Linked DNA regions of Mus musculus: all the other regions are linked to region 2. A link is a contact called in public HiChIP or PLAC-seq data. All regions are on one chromosome and are shown on one strand. The core of a region is the stretch at or near the end of the contact, and the rest is flanking DNA. Distances in the headings are between cores, read along the strand shown. Region 1 has its middle 72 kb from the start of Disp3. Region 2 has its middle 14 kb from the start of Fbxo2. Region 3 has its middle 18 kb from the start of Disp3.

What was found. HiChIP or PLAC-seq counts read pairs in DNA pulled down with a chosen protein or histone mark.
Region 1: an H3K4me3 HiChIP or PLAC-seq map of forebrain shows a contact between it and region 2, with 2.7 times the contacts expected there. The contact joins two enhancer-like sites. A contact is called at or near these places in 1 of 39 promoter capture datasets (embryonic stem cells), 1 of 15 datasets of contacts at CTCF or cohesin (large pre-B cells), 3 of 484 Hi-C or Micro-C datasets (the G1E-ER4 cell line, cerebral cortex and embryonic stem cells) and 10 of 115 datasets of contacts at active chromatin or transcription factors (embryonic basal ganglia, embryonic forebrain, embryonic hindbrain and 5 more).
Region 3: a contact with region 2 is called in an H3K4me3 HiChIP or PLAC-seq map of forebrain, with 2.5 times the contacts expected there. The contact joins two enhancer-like sites. A contact is called at or near these places in 1 of 15 datasets of contacts at CTCF or cohesin (large pre-B cells), 15 of 484 Hi-C or Micro-C datasets (adipose-derived mesenchymal stem cells, embryonic heart, embryonic stem cells and 8 more) and 6 of 115 datasets of contacts at active chromatin or transcription factors (embryonic basal ganglia, embryonic forebrain, embryonic hindbrain and 3 more).

The regions. Positions count from the first base shown.
Region 1 is chr4:148,357,913-148,362,434 of GRCm38.p6, reverse strand. No RefSeq gene overlaps it. Among named protein-coding and RNA genes, the nearest start is that of Disp3, 72 kb to the right of the region's middle. Within about 2 kb of position 1,279, at least 22 of the 459 cell types and tissues checked have an H3K27ac peak or open chromatin away from gene starts, as enhancers often do. A contact at or near this core is called in cerebral cortex and forebrain, where this site is marked.
Region 2 is chr4:148,172,485-148,177,456 of GRCm38.p6, reverse strand. No RefSeq gene overlaps it. Among named protein-coding and RNA genes, the nearest start is that of Fbxo2, 14 kb to the right of the region's middle. Within about 2 kb of position 3,161, at least 35 of the 459 cell types and tissues checked have an H3K27ac peak or open chromatin away from gene starts, as enhancers often do. A contact at or near this core is called in cerebral cortex and forebrain, where this site is marked.
Region 3 is chr4:148,304,136-148,308,662 of GRCm38.p6, reverse strand. No RefSeq gene overlaps it. Among named protein-coding and RNA genes, the nearest start is that of Disp3, 18 kb to the right of the region's middle. Within about 2 kb of position 1,977, at least 50 of the 459 cell types and tissues checked have an H3K27ac peak or open chromatin away from gene starts, as enhancers often do. A contact at or near this core is called in forebrain, where this site is marked.

The DNA of each region.
Region 1 (4,522 bases), core at 30-2,529, 190 kb before region 2:
ATCTCAGACACCACCATCCACCCAGGAACACACACATCTGTCTCCTGATCTAGCAAACGCTCCATTATCTCTGTCATGAGTGATCTGGAGCAGTTCACAAGGGGCCAACAAACTAGGGTGGGAAAAGACACCATGTTAGGATGTATCCATGCACAGATCTGTCTTATGTGCATCCTGACTTTGCCATCTTGTGTCACAGAGGAACGTGAGACTGGTTCTCAGCTGCAGCATCTGGCAATGTGTGAAGGGTTAGTTATTCCTTGCTGTGGCAAAATGCCTGACACAAGCAATGAAGAGAGGAAGAGGGGAGGAGGGAGGGAAGGGGGAGGGGGAGAGAGGGGAGAAAGAAAGAGGGAGAGAGGGAGGTTTGTAAGGGAGGAGGAAGGTGGAGAGAGGGGAGGGGAAAGAAGGAGGGGATGGGAGGGGATGGGAGGGGATGGAGGGAAGGAAGGGAGGAAGAGAAGGAGACAGGGAAAGAGGGAGAGAAGGAAGGAGAGAGGGAGGGAGGAAGGAAGACAGGAGGAAGGGAAGGATGGGAGGGAAGGAAGAAAGGAAAGAAGGAAGGAGGGAGGGAAGGAAGGAAGGAGAGGGGAAAAAGGGGAGGGAGGGGGAAGGGAAGGAGGGGAGGAAGGAAGGGAGGAAGAGAAGGAGACAGGGAAAGAGAAAGAGAAGGAAGAAAGGAGGGAGGGAGGGAAGGAAGGAAGGAAGGAAGGAAGGAAGGAAGGAAGAAAGAAAGGAAGGGAGGAAGGGAGGGATGAAAGAAGAAGGGAAAGAAGGAAGGGGCTAGTTAATTTTGGCTCACAGTTCAAGGGGATACAGTACACCAGGGAGGAAGGGTGGCAGCAGGAGCCTGAGGCAGCTGGTCACACTGCGTCTGTAGTTCACTTTTCCCCATCGCTTTTTACTTAGAACCTAAGACCACAGGATGCTGCTGCCGATGTCTATATCTGACATGGGTCTTCCTGCCTCAAAATTCTGGAGGCCCCCCACCCCCTGCCCATACCCAGAGGTGTGTCTCCTGAGTGGCTCCAAATCCACTTCACCTCATACCTCTCACACATCAGAAGGAAACTCCCATCAGACAGGCCTCTGGGGTTCCCATGAGCAAGATACCACACACCTGCCAATGGCTCCTGGATCCACGCCATTTTACCAGATGACACGGAGGACTGGCCTCTTTGAGATGGCCCCAGGCAGAGAGGGTTCTACAGCAGCTCCAGACTGAGGACTAGCAGTCCGGCAGCTCAGATCATGTGACTCAGCAGATCTGGGTGACAGATGGATCTGTGGTGGAAAAAGACGCTCTGAATTTATGGCAAGCACCAAGAGAAGAGTGGCAACACGGATCCCCAGGGTTCTGGAACAAGGCCCTGCCATCTGGAGTAGAAAATTATGCAGTGTTTGAAAAATAGCTTTCACGTGGGGCTTGGGAGCTGTGGAGCCAGGTTCAGCCTGATAGAGAGAGCTTCGGGGTGACGCTTCATGAGCACGGAGGGCTGAGGACACAGCCACACACAGATGAATTATTGTCACCCAGTGCTGAATACTGTTCTTAACATCTTAGACGCACGTTAAGGTCTCCTCTGGCTGCCAGACAGGGGTGCTTTCACCAGGCTACGGAGTGAATCTCTCATTAAACTGTAAACTGTGCCTGCCACCTGGCCATTTATTTGATACCAAAGGCCGGAATGCCAGGAAAGAGTCACCATATTACCAGAGTCATTGACTTAATCAACCAGAGGAGAAAATAGGATGGCTGTCACATACTATGGGGGTATCTCTTGGTGTCTTTAAGCCCTCAACTCCCTGACTTTATATTTTATTTTATTTTATTTTATTTTATTTTATTTTATTTTAGTTTAGTTTAGTTTAGTTTAGTTTGTGTATATGGGTGTTATAACTGCATGTATGTATGTATGTATGTATGTATGTATGTATGTATGTATGCTCTACATGTGCCTGCTGCCTGCGGAATTCAGAGAGGGTGTCACCAGGAACTGGAATTTTGGATGGAATTATGTGGGTGCTAGGCGCCAAACTCAGGTAGCCTCTGCAAGAGCAACACATGTTCCTAACCACTGAACCATCTCTCCAACTGCCAAGATGCTTTCTGAGATAGCATCTTACTATCTAGCCCAGACTTGTGTCAAACTAGAAACCCTCCTGTCTCAGCATCACAAGTGTTGGGGCCACAGGCACGCACAACCTATTCCTGGCTTCTCCTTTGCCCATTTTTCAGTATAAATAACTAATTCTGCAACTACAAACTGAGAAGGGCGTGATGAAGGGATGCTGGTGCACTATACATGAGCATGGCTCAGCTAGAAGCCGGGCTCTAAGGTCGAGGGGCCATTGGAGGGAGTCAATGAAATTAGCCTTGAGACAAGAAGCCATTACACAAAGCTGTAATTCAACCCACTGGGGCTGCAATTCCCTTCTCTTTTCTTCCACTCCTCTTTCTCCTCTTCCTCATTTGCCTCCTCGCCCCTTCTCCTCCCTTCTCTTCTTCCTCCCTCCCTCCCTCCCTCCCTCCTCCTCCTCCTCCTCCTCCTCCTCACTACAGTTTAGAGGTTTCAATCCATCCTGGTGGGAAGGTGACTGGTGGAGCAGAGCTGTGGACATTGTAGCAACCAGAAAGCAGAGAAGGTGAGTGTCTGTGTGGAAGAGGGGGCTCAGTGGGTAAGGGACCTTGCCGCCAAGCCTCACAACATGAGTTCAGTCAAGGTCGCCCATGATGGAAGTCCATGATGGAAGCCTCCCGTAGCTTCTCCCTCTGTGAAGCAGGGTGTTTCCCTCAGGGTTACACCCTGTGTTACTTGATGCTGTGACAAAATAACTGGATGAAAAGAAAAAAAGGGAAACTGAGGCTCAGAACACTGTCAATCAAGTGCTTCCAGTTACAGACAGGAGTAGAATCAGGTGTCAACTCAAGTCTGTTGTGACCAAAAGATGGTGCTGGAGTAACTCAGGAGTCCTGGTGGTCTGAGGCTCCCATGAAGGATGAAACCACTCGGTTCATTTTACTGGTAGGTCACCTTTTAAAAATATTTTATTTTCTATTTTACGTGGATGGGTGTTCATCCTGTGTGTGCCTTGTGTTTAAGGGCGTTAGATCCTCTAGTACTGGAGTTAGAGCCATTGTGTGGTTTCTGGGAATCAAATGTAGGTCCTCTGGAAGAGTGAGCAGGGTTCTGAGCCACTGAGCCATCTCTCCAGCCCTCCACCAGCCAGTCATAGGATGCTGTTCTCAGAGAATGTGCTGTCCCTGCAGAGGGCTCACAGGGCTGATGGGAAATGTCATGGAGACTTCCAGGTGAGGTCTCCATCCCATGCCCCTCTCTGCCTCCTGCTCTGTGCCTGCCTGTGTCCCTCCATCTCACCTGCTCGTTCCCATCTGTTGGGTTCAATAAGTAGCTTCAGGAGTCTCTTTCTCCAGTGTCCCTGTCCCTGCCTTAGTACCAAGAGCTTGAAGGGACCCCACTGTGATGGTATATTCCAGTTGGTACCCACGTCAGCCCAGCTTGGGGGTTCGGAGTTAATAATTTTTGACTGCGTGTGATTTCAGGCAGATGACTCAAGCTCTTTGCTCTGTCTTCTTCCTGTTCTCCTCTTCCCCCTTCTCCCCCTCCTTTCCTCCCTGCCCCCTCCTCCCCTCCTCCCCCTCTCCTCTCTTCTTCCCCCTCTTCTTCCCCTTCTTTCCCCTCTTCTTCCCCCTCTCACCTCTCTGTTTCTTTTCTCCCTGGAATTCTCATTTGTAGATCAGGCTGGCCTCGAACTCACAGAGATCTTTACCTCCGGAGTGCTGGCATTAAGGCCTGCACCACCACTGCCCAGCGAGCTCAGTCCCCTTACCTTCGTGGAACAGAGGATATGCATGAGGTCCCACCCCTTTCTGATTCTCACTTTCTCCTCTGATCTCTCCAGACTAAGGGAGACTTCATTTACATTTCAGAAGAAATGCCAGACTCCAGGCTAGATCAAATATCTTCTGGATTGCTTAAGAGGGTGTCTGGGGCTTTTCTGTCATAGCCTGTCCTCCCCTCTGGTGACTGGGGGAAGCCAGCTGTCTTCTCCTCTGCTTCTCCCCCTTTTCTCCCCTCTGGCTCTGCCCTCTCCTGCTCTCCCAGCATCTCAGGGGTTTCAGCTGGCACCGATCTTCATTGTGTTCCTGCAACTCAATTGCTCCCCGATCTCCACGCACGGTTTGTTGTTGCTACTTTTGATTAAATTTTGAATCTCTCTTCTAGTTTATTTCTCCTGGGTAACCTGGCTGGCATGGGGCAAGGAGAATATGGAGGTGACTGAACTTTAGGGGGAAGTCCTGATGAACTTTGGGAAGTCAGATGATGGGAGTGGTGGGGGATGATGGCCGTTTGTGATTTGGGGTAGTGGCGCCTGATACTGTAGATATCCAATGTCCATGTGCTGGTGAGGGGCTCCAAGCCATTATGATTTTCTGGCCTCTCCTTGCCAGCTCCTGCCTGAGCCCCATCTCCCCAGTCTTATTAGTCCTTTGGCAGCT
Region 2 (4,972 bases), core at 1,912-4,411:
GCACCGTTCTTTCCAGAACCTGCCCTCTGCCCCTTCAGACCCCAAATCCCAGACTTTCCTGCCCTTCTGGATCGGGGCAATTGACATCAACCCCACACCCGATAATATTGATATCCCAACCTTCTTACTTAGTCCCTTTCCTACTGGTCAACTTATAATAGTTACCTACTGGGTGAACAAAGAGTGAAGGAAGGTGTCTGGGATGCAGTTTGTACAGCTGCCCAGCATGCGTGAAATCCTGGGTTAGATGCCTGACAATCCATAACCAGGTGAATGCCTGTAATTCCAACACTGGGGAAATAGAGGCAGGAAGGTCAGTCTCTCCAGATAATCCTTGGCAATATGCAGAGTTTGAGGCCAGAGTGAGATGCATGAGACCCTGTCTTAGAAGAAGGAGAAGAGGGCTGGTGAGATGGCTCAGTGGGTAAGAGCACCCGACTGCTCTTCCGAAGGTCTGAAGTTCAAATCCCAGCAACCACATGGTGGCTCACAACCATCTGTAACAAGATCTGACGCCCTCTTCTGGAGTGTCTGAAGACAGCTACAGTGTACTTACATATAATAAATAAATCTTTAAAAAAAAAAAAAGGAGAAGAGGAAGAGGAGGAAGTTCGAAGGGCAGAGACAGCTCTCTCTGCCTCCTTCTGTCCCTAATCTCCTCAAAGATCACATACACACACACACACACACTTCCTCTCAGCAGCCATTGTAACTCAGAACTCGACGGGTCACACGGGATTTCCAGCACCTAGACACAAGCATAGCTTTGGGATTTGTTTGTTTGTTCGTTTTCCTTTTTTCTTTCCTCCCACTGTCAAAATAACCCTACTCTCAAGTCTCCCCCTCCCCCTGCTCCAGATGACAGGCATCTGCAGCAAGGAGACTCTTGAGTCCACTGACCTCCAGGTCAGCATCATGTCTCCCATGAAGTCACCACAGAATAGCCCTTGGCCAGGCTTCCAGATGCAGAGACAAGAGAAGAGGTAGTCTGAGTGGGGCTAGTGGGATTTCCGGTTGCCTGGAAACCTCATGGAGGAATGGGGTCCAGAGGATCAGGGTGTGTAGACACCTTTGTAGGGAAGAGAACCCTGAACCCAAAGACCTACATCCAAATTTCTTGCAAAGTCAGCAGGAGGCAACATGGCTGCCCACAGCCAGTCTTCCTCCTTAGTCTGCCTGTCATTCGAGATTTCCTCTAATAAGCAGAGAATATGGAAAAAAGGGACCCCTCAAATGGCTGAAGTTCTCTGGTTGTCTTGGATCATAGGAACTGTGGGTGAGTGACACTCCTAGAACGGGAGCTAGAAGGCAGGGTTTTCACCCCTGGAAAGCAAAAGAGACCCTCTGGAGGAAAGCCCTGCAGTTTGGCAAGGCTGCCCTGATGCTGGGTGGAGAGGGAGCAGAAGTGTGTGGAGGAGAGGCAGGGGCTGATCCCCGAACCCAAAGCTCCCAGCCCCCATCCATCCAGAGCCTTCCGTACTGGGCAGCCACCGAAGCTGGGGCTCAGCAGGACCAGAGAAGTTATTAATCGCTCCACGATGCCGCCGGCCATGGTCCATTTGCTGTTTCCCTTGGTCTGTTTTGAAACTGTGAAATGAGACCCAGTCTTCAAGGCGGCTGCAATAACCATCCCTGATTCTGACATTTAAATTACAGATGGCATTTTCAATTAAACAGGCGCTCTCAGCAGGTTTAATTTAGCTATCAGTTCTGGTCTGTTCTTTAAGTGCTTAAAGGGGGCGGGTGGGGAGACCAATAGTGGATTCTAGGTCTCTTTCTAGAAGCTGGAAATGGGGACACAACAATCCCATGTCCTAGCTCCCACTGGGACTCGCGTGGCTTCCTGCGAACCCACACACTGTGGTCCCTTCCCTCTGCCTCTGTGCATGTGTGCCCAGGAGTGCTAGGGGATCCCAGATCCAACCTCTCAGAAGGATTGGAGCAGCCTCAGGGCCTCAGTGTCTACTGGGTGCAGAGGCCATGCCTCCCCCATCAGATTAGAGAAACTCAGACGGAAGCATCACTTTGTACTAACTAGCTATACCATACGATGGTGTGTATAACCCTGTCTGATCTGTTGAACCTCAGTTCTCTCCTGTACACGAGGAGGTAGAAGAAGACAAGAGAGCAGTATACTTTCCCCACAGATCTGACCAGCCAAGTTCAATTCTGGAAGCTTCTGTACAGAGAACTGACTCCTGAAAGCTACCATCTGATTCCTGCATGCATGCCCCGGCATGTGCATGTATGTGCACACACACAAGCTAAATATACAAACAAAAACAAACAAACATTCCAGCATACCTTCATTATGTAAACTCAGGTGTGATGGCTAACCTTGGTTGTCAACCTGATTACCTCTGGAGCAACTCGAACCCAAGTCCCTGGGCACTCCTGTGAGGAATTTTCTTAATTAGATTATTTGAAGCAGAAAGACCCATCCTAAATCTGGGCCATGCCTTCTGATGGCAGCCCACCTTAAAAAACACGGGTTCTTTGCTTTTGGCCTGCTTGCCCTCACTCTTTCTGGCAAGTTCATCTACCCTGTGGTGGAGACATTCCTTCCCCTGTATTAGAGTCAACATCTTCAGGGCTTCAATGCAGACTAATGATCAGCAGGGCTCTGAGAGTCCTCCAGAGAGCCAGCATCGGATTGGAAGTGCCAAGACATCCAGCCGCGTGGACTGAACAACTACCGGATTCTCGGCCGGCCTTTTAATCAGGAGGCAGAGTTGTTGAGCTACCCAGAGCACAGCTTATAACGCAGCCTAATCCGTTCCCCTTCACTCTAGATGCCGATCCTATCAGTTCTGCGCCTGTAGGGGACTCTGACTAATATGCCAAGTTTGCTTTAGTTGGCCACTTGGAGTGACAAATGTTTCTGTCATTTGTAGCTGCCAGGGTGGCAATCCAAGATTTTATTTAGCATCACTGGGAGCGGGGTCAGGAAGCCGAGGCCCAGAGAGATGGAGCTCGGTGCCCCAGGTCACACAGCTTATAGATTCAGCGATTCCGAGTGGGAAGCGCTTGCTCAGAGCCAACGTGCTCAATCTGGGCTTCCCGGGGAGGGAGAGGGATGAGGAGGCGTTTCTAGCAAGGCCCGGAGGACAGGGACGGAAAGGTACCAGGTTGCCATGGTTACCTGCTCACTGTGTGGCCTCAGACAGACAACCTGGCCTCTCTGAGCCTCCGGCTGGGAACAAAGCATTTCGCCCCAGCTGAGCACAGGAGACCGCTGCAGCAAGAAAGTGGGCTATCCCTCGCTCCCTCCCTGGGCCCCTGCCAGCAGCCGAAGCCCCTAAGGCTGTCGGACCCCCTCTCCACCAATACACACTCCACCTGGTTTTAAACATCTCTCAAAGCTTCGATTCAATTTGGGAGAACTCCGCAGCTCTGCAGTGCAGAATTCATCAGCCGAGGAGGCTGCTTTCGGGGAATAATTCATTTTTCTGGTGTCGGCGAGCAGAGTAATTGGTCCGGGGGCTGGCGCTCCCTCCCTCCGGCGCTCCCTCCCCGGGATGGTCTGATTTCAAACGCAGCCCGATACTGTTAGGTCAAAGGCTCTGCAATAAATAGGAGGGGGCTTCTGCCTCATAGATTGGATTATTCCACTCGCTGGTGACGAGCAAGAGGATTTAATTCCCCTGGAAACGCCAGCGAGAAAATCATTTTCCCCGCCCGATTCCCTCTTTCTTGTTTTCCTTTTTTTTTTTTTTTTCTTCCCTGAGGTATCTGTCTTTAAGAAGCTTTGAGGGTCTCCGGACTCGATTGTCCTCCTCACACACAGCCCACTGTCTGAAGCCATCTCCTCCCACATTCAATCACCATCTAAGGACAGAAGAAAATCCACGAGCGTCCCTGTCCCACCATAGAACACTAATGGGTCAGGAAGGGCCAGGGAGCCCATGTCCCCTAACATGGAAGTTCTTTGTCCCTGTTCAGAGGCTAAGGGTCCACTCGCCTTCTCCTCCAGGAAGCCCTCCCTGACTGGCCATCCAAACTAAAGAGACTGTTCCCTCACAGCTCCTTCACTGTTCCACACCTGTCTATGACAGAGGTGATGAGTCACAGAGTGGGCAATTTCCCCCTTTCCAAAAAAAAGTCTGTCTCTCACACTGTCTGAGCTTCCAGGATGAGGCCCCTTTGGGTCACTGTTGTCTCCTGGAAGCATAACAAGGTGTCTGGCATACAGAAGGGGCTTAATAAGAGCTTGGGTGCAGGTGCATCCCCCCAGGCCAGGCCCAGTGTAGGAAGCACTGTTGGGTTCAGGAAACCCCTTGGGCTCTGCACGATTCCCCCCTGCTCTGCGGGACTGGCATCCACAGGGTCCAGCACCCTGCTGTGTGCTGTGTGACACAGATCCAGGCTGTCCCTCTCTGAGCCTCCAGATGGAATGACCTAGTGCATTGCAACCAGAGATGAACGGTGCTTAGCACACCGGGCACACAGCTGCGACACATCCTGGACTTCACACTGCACTTCAGGGACATTTTTGTTGTGTTCGGAAAATACCAATGACTCAGAGATCAAAGTCAATGAAGCTGTGCTCTCCGATGGATAGGGTACTGGGCTTCCCACAGAGTGGAAGGAGAGGGGAGCCACGCATCCCACTGACCAGCACAGTGTGTCTGCCACAGCCTCCCATCTGCCGAAAACAGGGCTTCATCCATCTATAAGACATGTACCGGGCTGGTGAGATGGCTCAGTGGGTAAGAGCACCCGACTGCTCTTCCAATGGTCCGGAGTTCATATCCCAGCAACCACATGGTGACTCACAACCATCCGTAACGAGATCTGACTCCCTCTTCTGGAGTGTCTGAAGACAGCTACAGTGTACTTACATATAATAAATAAATAAATAAATCTTTTAAAAAAATGTACCACAGCCCTGAGGGAAGGATATGTACCTTGGGGGGCCCTGGACCCCTGTGGCTCTACAGGGTACAGTGTGAGGGGGAGTGGGGTAGGGGGA
Region 3 (4,527 bases), core at 728-3,227, 130 kb before region 2:
GTCACCTGCAGGAAGTGTCTTTGGTCCCACTCTTGTCCCAAATGCTCGCACCACTCCACATTCACACATCTTGCTAAGAGGTTCCATCCACCATGGCTATGTTACACCTTCCTGGACCTATGTCTAATATTAGCTACAGGTATATGTATAGTATGTGTATGTATAGGTATGTATGTGTATATATGTGTATGTGTATATATGTGTATATATGTGTGTATATGTATGTGTGTATGTTTATGTGTGTGATGTGTGTGTATGTATATGCATGTGTATGTGTATATGTGTTTGTATACATATATGTACATGTATAAAACTGTGGGTGGAACCCAGGGCCTTGTGCATGGTGGACAAGACATCTACCACTGATCTTCACTCCCCCAGTGCTAGCTGCTGTGTGTGTGTGTGTGTGTGTGTGTGTGTGTGTGTGTGTGTGTGTGTGTGTGTATACTCTCTGTGGTGATTTGAAAGAAAATAGCCTCTATCGGTCCATAGGGAGTGGTACTGTTAATAGGTATGGCCTTGTTGAACAAAGTATTCACTACAGGGTGGGCTTTGATATTTCAGATAGTCAAGCCACGCTCAGTGTGGCATTCTCTTCCTGCTGCCTGCTGATCAAGATGTGGAACTCTCAGCTCCTTCTCCAGCACCATGTCTGCCTGTACCCACCATGCTTCCCGCCATAATGATAACGTACTAAACCTCTGGAACTGTAAGCCAACTCCAATTAAATGTTTTTCTTTAGAAGTGTTTCTGTGGCCACGGTGTCTCTTCACAGCAATGAATGAGATATTCTCTGAGCTTCAATTTTCTCACCAGTAAAATGGGTGTGTAAAACGGCTCCTGCCTCATCTCTGGCGAGACAGTGTGATCACTGAGGTCACAGATAGCTCCTAACAGAGGACATGATGGACAGCAATGACCTGTGAATCAGTGTTAATCAGTTCTTGGTTGTGGGTTGAATTTTAAGTGTCCTAAATCCCTAACACCAGGAAAGGGACTGGATGTGGAAATATGCTTTCTGTAGACGTAATCCAGATGATGTCACTGTCAGCGTAGTCTTAATCTAGTGCCCTCAGAGGAGGGAAATTTGGGCCCAAACAGCAACATACAGCAAGAGCAGAATATGAAGGTGGAGACAGAGATTGGAGTGACACAGGGATACGGAAGGATTGTCACCTTCACCAGAAGCTGAAGAGATGTGTAAGCCTGGGAAAGTTGTGACCCTGTCAACAGCTAGGCTTGGAGCTGGCAGTCAAGGAAGGTCACAGAGTGTCTCCTGTTTCTGCTGACTTATTGTGGCAGCCCCAGGAAACCAGAGACCTACTGTGTGAAGCAGTAAGACTGAGCAAGGCTCCAGGTACTAGCTATGAAGTGCTGGGAAAAGAGTGCTGTATATGAGGTACTGAGTGTGAAGTGCTGGATACAAGGTGCTACATCTGTACTGAGTATAAAGTGCTGGGTAAAAGGTACTGGATATATGGTGTTGACTATAAAGTGCTAGATACAAGGTGCTACATACGAGGTACTAAGTATGAAGTGCTGGGTATAAGGTGCTGGGTATGATGTAGTCTCAGACCCCATCCCTTTCTTACCTGGTGTTGACCCTCTGCCTCTGCACTTTTCTGTGCCTCAAGTACTTGCACCCTGCCTCCTCCCTGGCTCTGCTAGGCAGTCCAGTCCTGGCTGGAGGATGGCTGGGCCAGGGCTGGTGGCCAGAGCTGCGTCTTCTGGCTGGGGGCCGAGACCTGCAACACCTCATTACCAGGCAGAATGTAATGCAATTTCACCCTTGGCCAGCGTTGAAAGCCAGGCCTCTGCTGGCCGAGAGATGGGCCGGAAGCTGTTCTGGGGGGCCTCCTTGTCCTCTCCTGGGCGGGCAAGTCTCCGAAGCACCCAATTGCTGGCTCACAGTGAACTCCACAGCTGAAGCAAGCAGATAAAACTCGCCAGCGTGCTGGTGTGCGGTGTCCTGGAGCAAGCAGGAGGAAATGAATGAGTCTTTTCTGGGGCTGCTCCCATCTCCACCCCCACTGCACACTGTACCTCGGCCTGCTGCCTTTCCCTGCCTGGGCTTTCTTCCCTTCCTCCCTTTGTTTCCTGTTTTCAATAAACATGATTCATGCCGACCCGGCTGGCCCTGTCACCAGCCCAAGGCCAGCTGTAATTCTCAGCAGTGAACCCGGGCCACCGCTAAAGCTCTGGCCCTGAGGACCAAGGAGTCTGGGCCCCTCGGGAAATGGTACACAGGTTGAAGGGGTTTGGGCAGCCCAGGAAGATGGACCGGTGACAGATCTATGAGATGACACTGAGTTCATCAGAGAAGCAGCTATGGCTGGAGCCTCTGCGTCACCCTCCTGTGAACACGGGCAGCAGCTCTGCTCCTAGGCACGCCTGTCTGGGCAGGGGTACAGTCCCGTGAATGCGTGGTTCATATGGAAGAAGTCTCTTCTCTTTCCTTCTGGAGGCTGGAAGTACAAGCCCCAGCAGTAACAGGACCTTGTAGTCTAAAAGGAGCCCCTTTCTGGGTCCTTCTACTCCTCCTAGGCCTTGAACTCACAGCTGGAGTGGTTGGGACTTCTGTCTGCATCTCCAGTGTGAGGACACACATTGCTTATTGAGGGCACGGCTGACTGAAGGGAGAACCGGCATTTATTGAGCACTTACTGTGTCCATACATCTCCATTAAGCCTAGTAGGCAGATGCTGGTGTCCATCCCCTTTTCCAGATGTGGAACTGAGCGTGGGATACGGGTCCGATGATTGACAAGCCCGAGGGCCGGAGACTTGAATCAGGCAGTGTGAAAGATCCCTTAAAGGGCCATATGGTTGAGCAGCAGAGACAACACCTTCCCAGCCTCTGGGAGGTGACACCAGGGTCCGAGGAACTGCTCGAGTGTCCATGCTGTGCATGCAGGGACCCAGATGTGAGGTGGATGGGACAAGTCCCCTGCTTCTCCCTGTGGGATTCTTTCAGAGCACTGCCCACAGAGGTCAGAGCCTGGTTCTAACCCACCAGCCATGTGATGAGGACATCACTTCTGTCTGAGCTTCTGGATCTGTCTGCATCATTATGGGGCAGCTTCTCAGTGAGGCTCACAAGGAGGAGTGAGCCAACTCTCCATGGCCGTTAGCAGGGGACACAACCTTGGAGACCGAACACCTGGCTTCAATTGTGACCTGGCTGCATACTGCCTGTGCAACCTTGGTCCAGTTACTTGATCTCTCTGGGCTCTCGTCTCCCTGCGTGTATGATGGGGAGGAAGAGAAGGAGGCCATGCCAGGCAAACAGAGCATAAGTCCAAAAAGCCAGCCGGCAGTGGCGGCCATTATGCGTCCCTTCCCCTCCTCCCAAGCTATCTGATGATGCTGGTCCCCCCTGCAGTGATGTGCACAGCTTTTTAACTCCTCTGTATTTAACTCACTCACTTAAATTTTTAACAGCTTTGTCTAAGAAATGAAAGAAAACACAGATAAAAAGCCATTTAGAATCATGGCTCCATAATCCAGGAGTTCTCTTTCCCAGGCAAGCTGTTCAGTAGTTATTCATGGGCGAGAGAACCTGATGAGTAGCTGCAGCCTGCAAGCTCCCACAGGCGGGGGGCCCAGCCCCCCAAGACTGCCAGTCTCTCCCTCAGAAATGCACTCATGTGCCGCCCCTTGGGAATGTAACGCCCGCAGGCCTGCTGGGCTCCTGGGCAGACATCTAGGGAGTAACAGGGAGAACAGAGTCCACTTGGGAACAAGGCTCAGCTATGGCTGGCAGAATGCTCTCAGGTGCTCTCGGGGGCCGGTCATGATCAGTGGCCTGTAGTTAATCTAGGTCACTCACCAATGTCCCTTGGGACAGCTGGGCTGGGGGTCACAATGTAGCTCTCTGAACTGGCTGGCTGTGTGGCTTCAGGTAAGACCCACAGGTCTCTTAAAACCTCAGTTTCCTGGACTATCAAGAGAGTGGCAACCTTCCCTCCTTTATAGTGTGAGGAGAGAGAAATGCTCTCATGCGGGAGAGCACCATCTCTTCAATGACAAGCATATTCACAGAAGCATCAGAGCTATTGGGACATTCTGCCTTGGGAAAGTACAGGGCAAGCCGAGGCAGAAGCCAGGCTCAGCATGGTGACAGCATGACCTAGGAACTGGGCCTTGGTAGAGGAGAAAATAGGTCTCTGGAGGGAGGTCAAAGCATACAGCCATGCTTCTGAAAGGCCTGTGGAGGGTTTCCCTGATGTGACAGTCTCTCTCCGTGTACATTATGCCTCCATTCTCATTCTCTGCCCTTAGGGCCCAGAAAGCAACCCACAGGGGTCCACACACAGTAGGTGCCCTATCCATAGTCCCTGGGGACCTGCACACAGTAGGTGTTCTATGTGTACTCCTGTCAGTCAAAGATCGCATGGATGGTATTAAGTATATAGTTGCCTAACACAGGACTGCATGTGTCCTTGGGTTCTACACAGGTGTTTCTTCTTCACTCCCTTGGGAGCGGGGCCTGTGCCTTTTAAGTCCTCATGGCTTCTGGTGGTCGAAC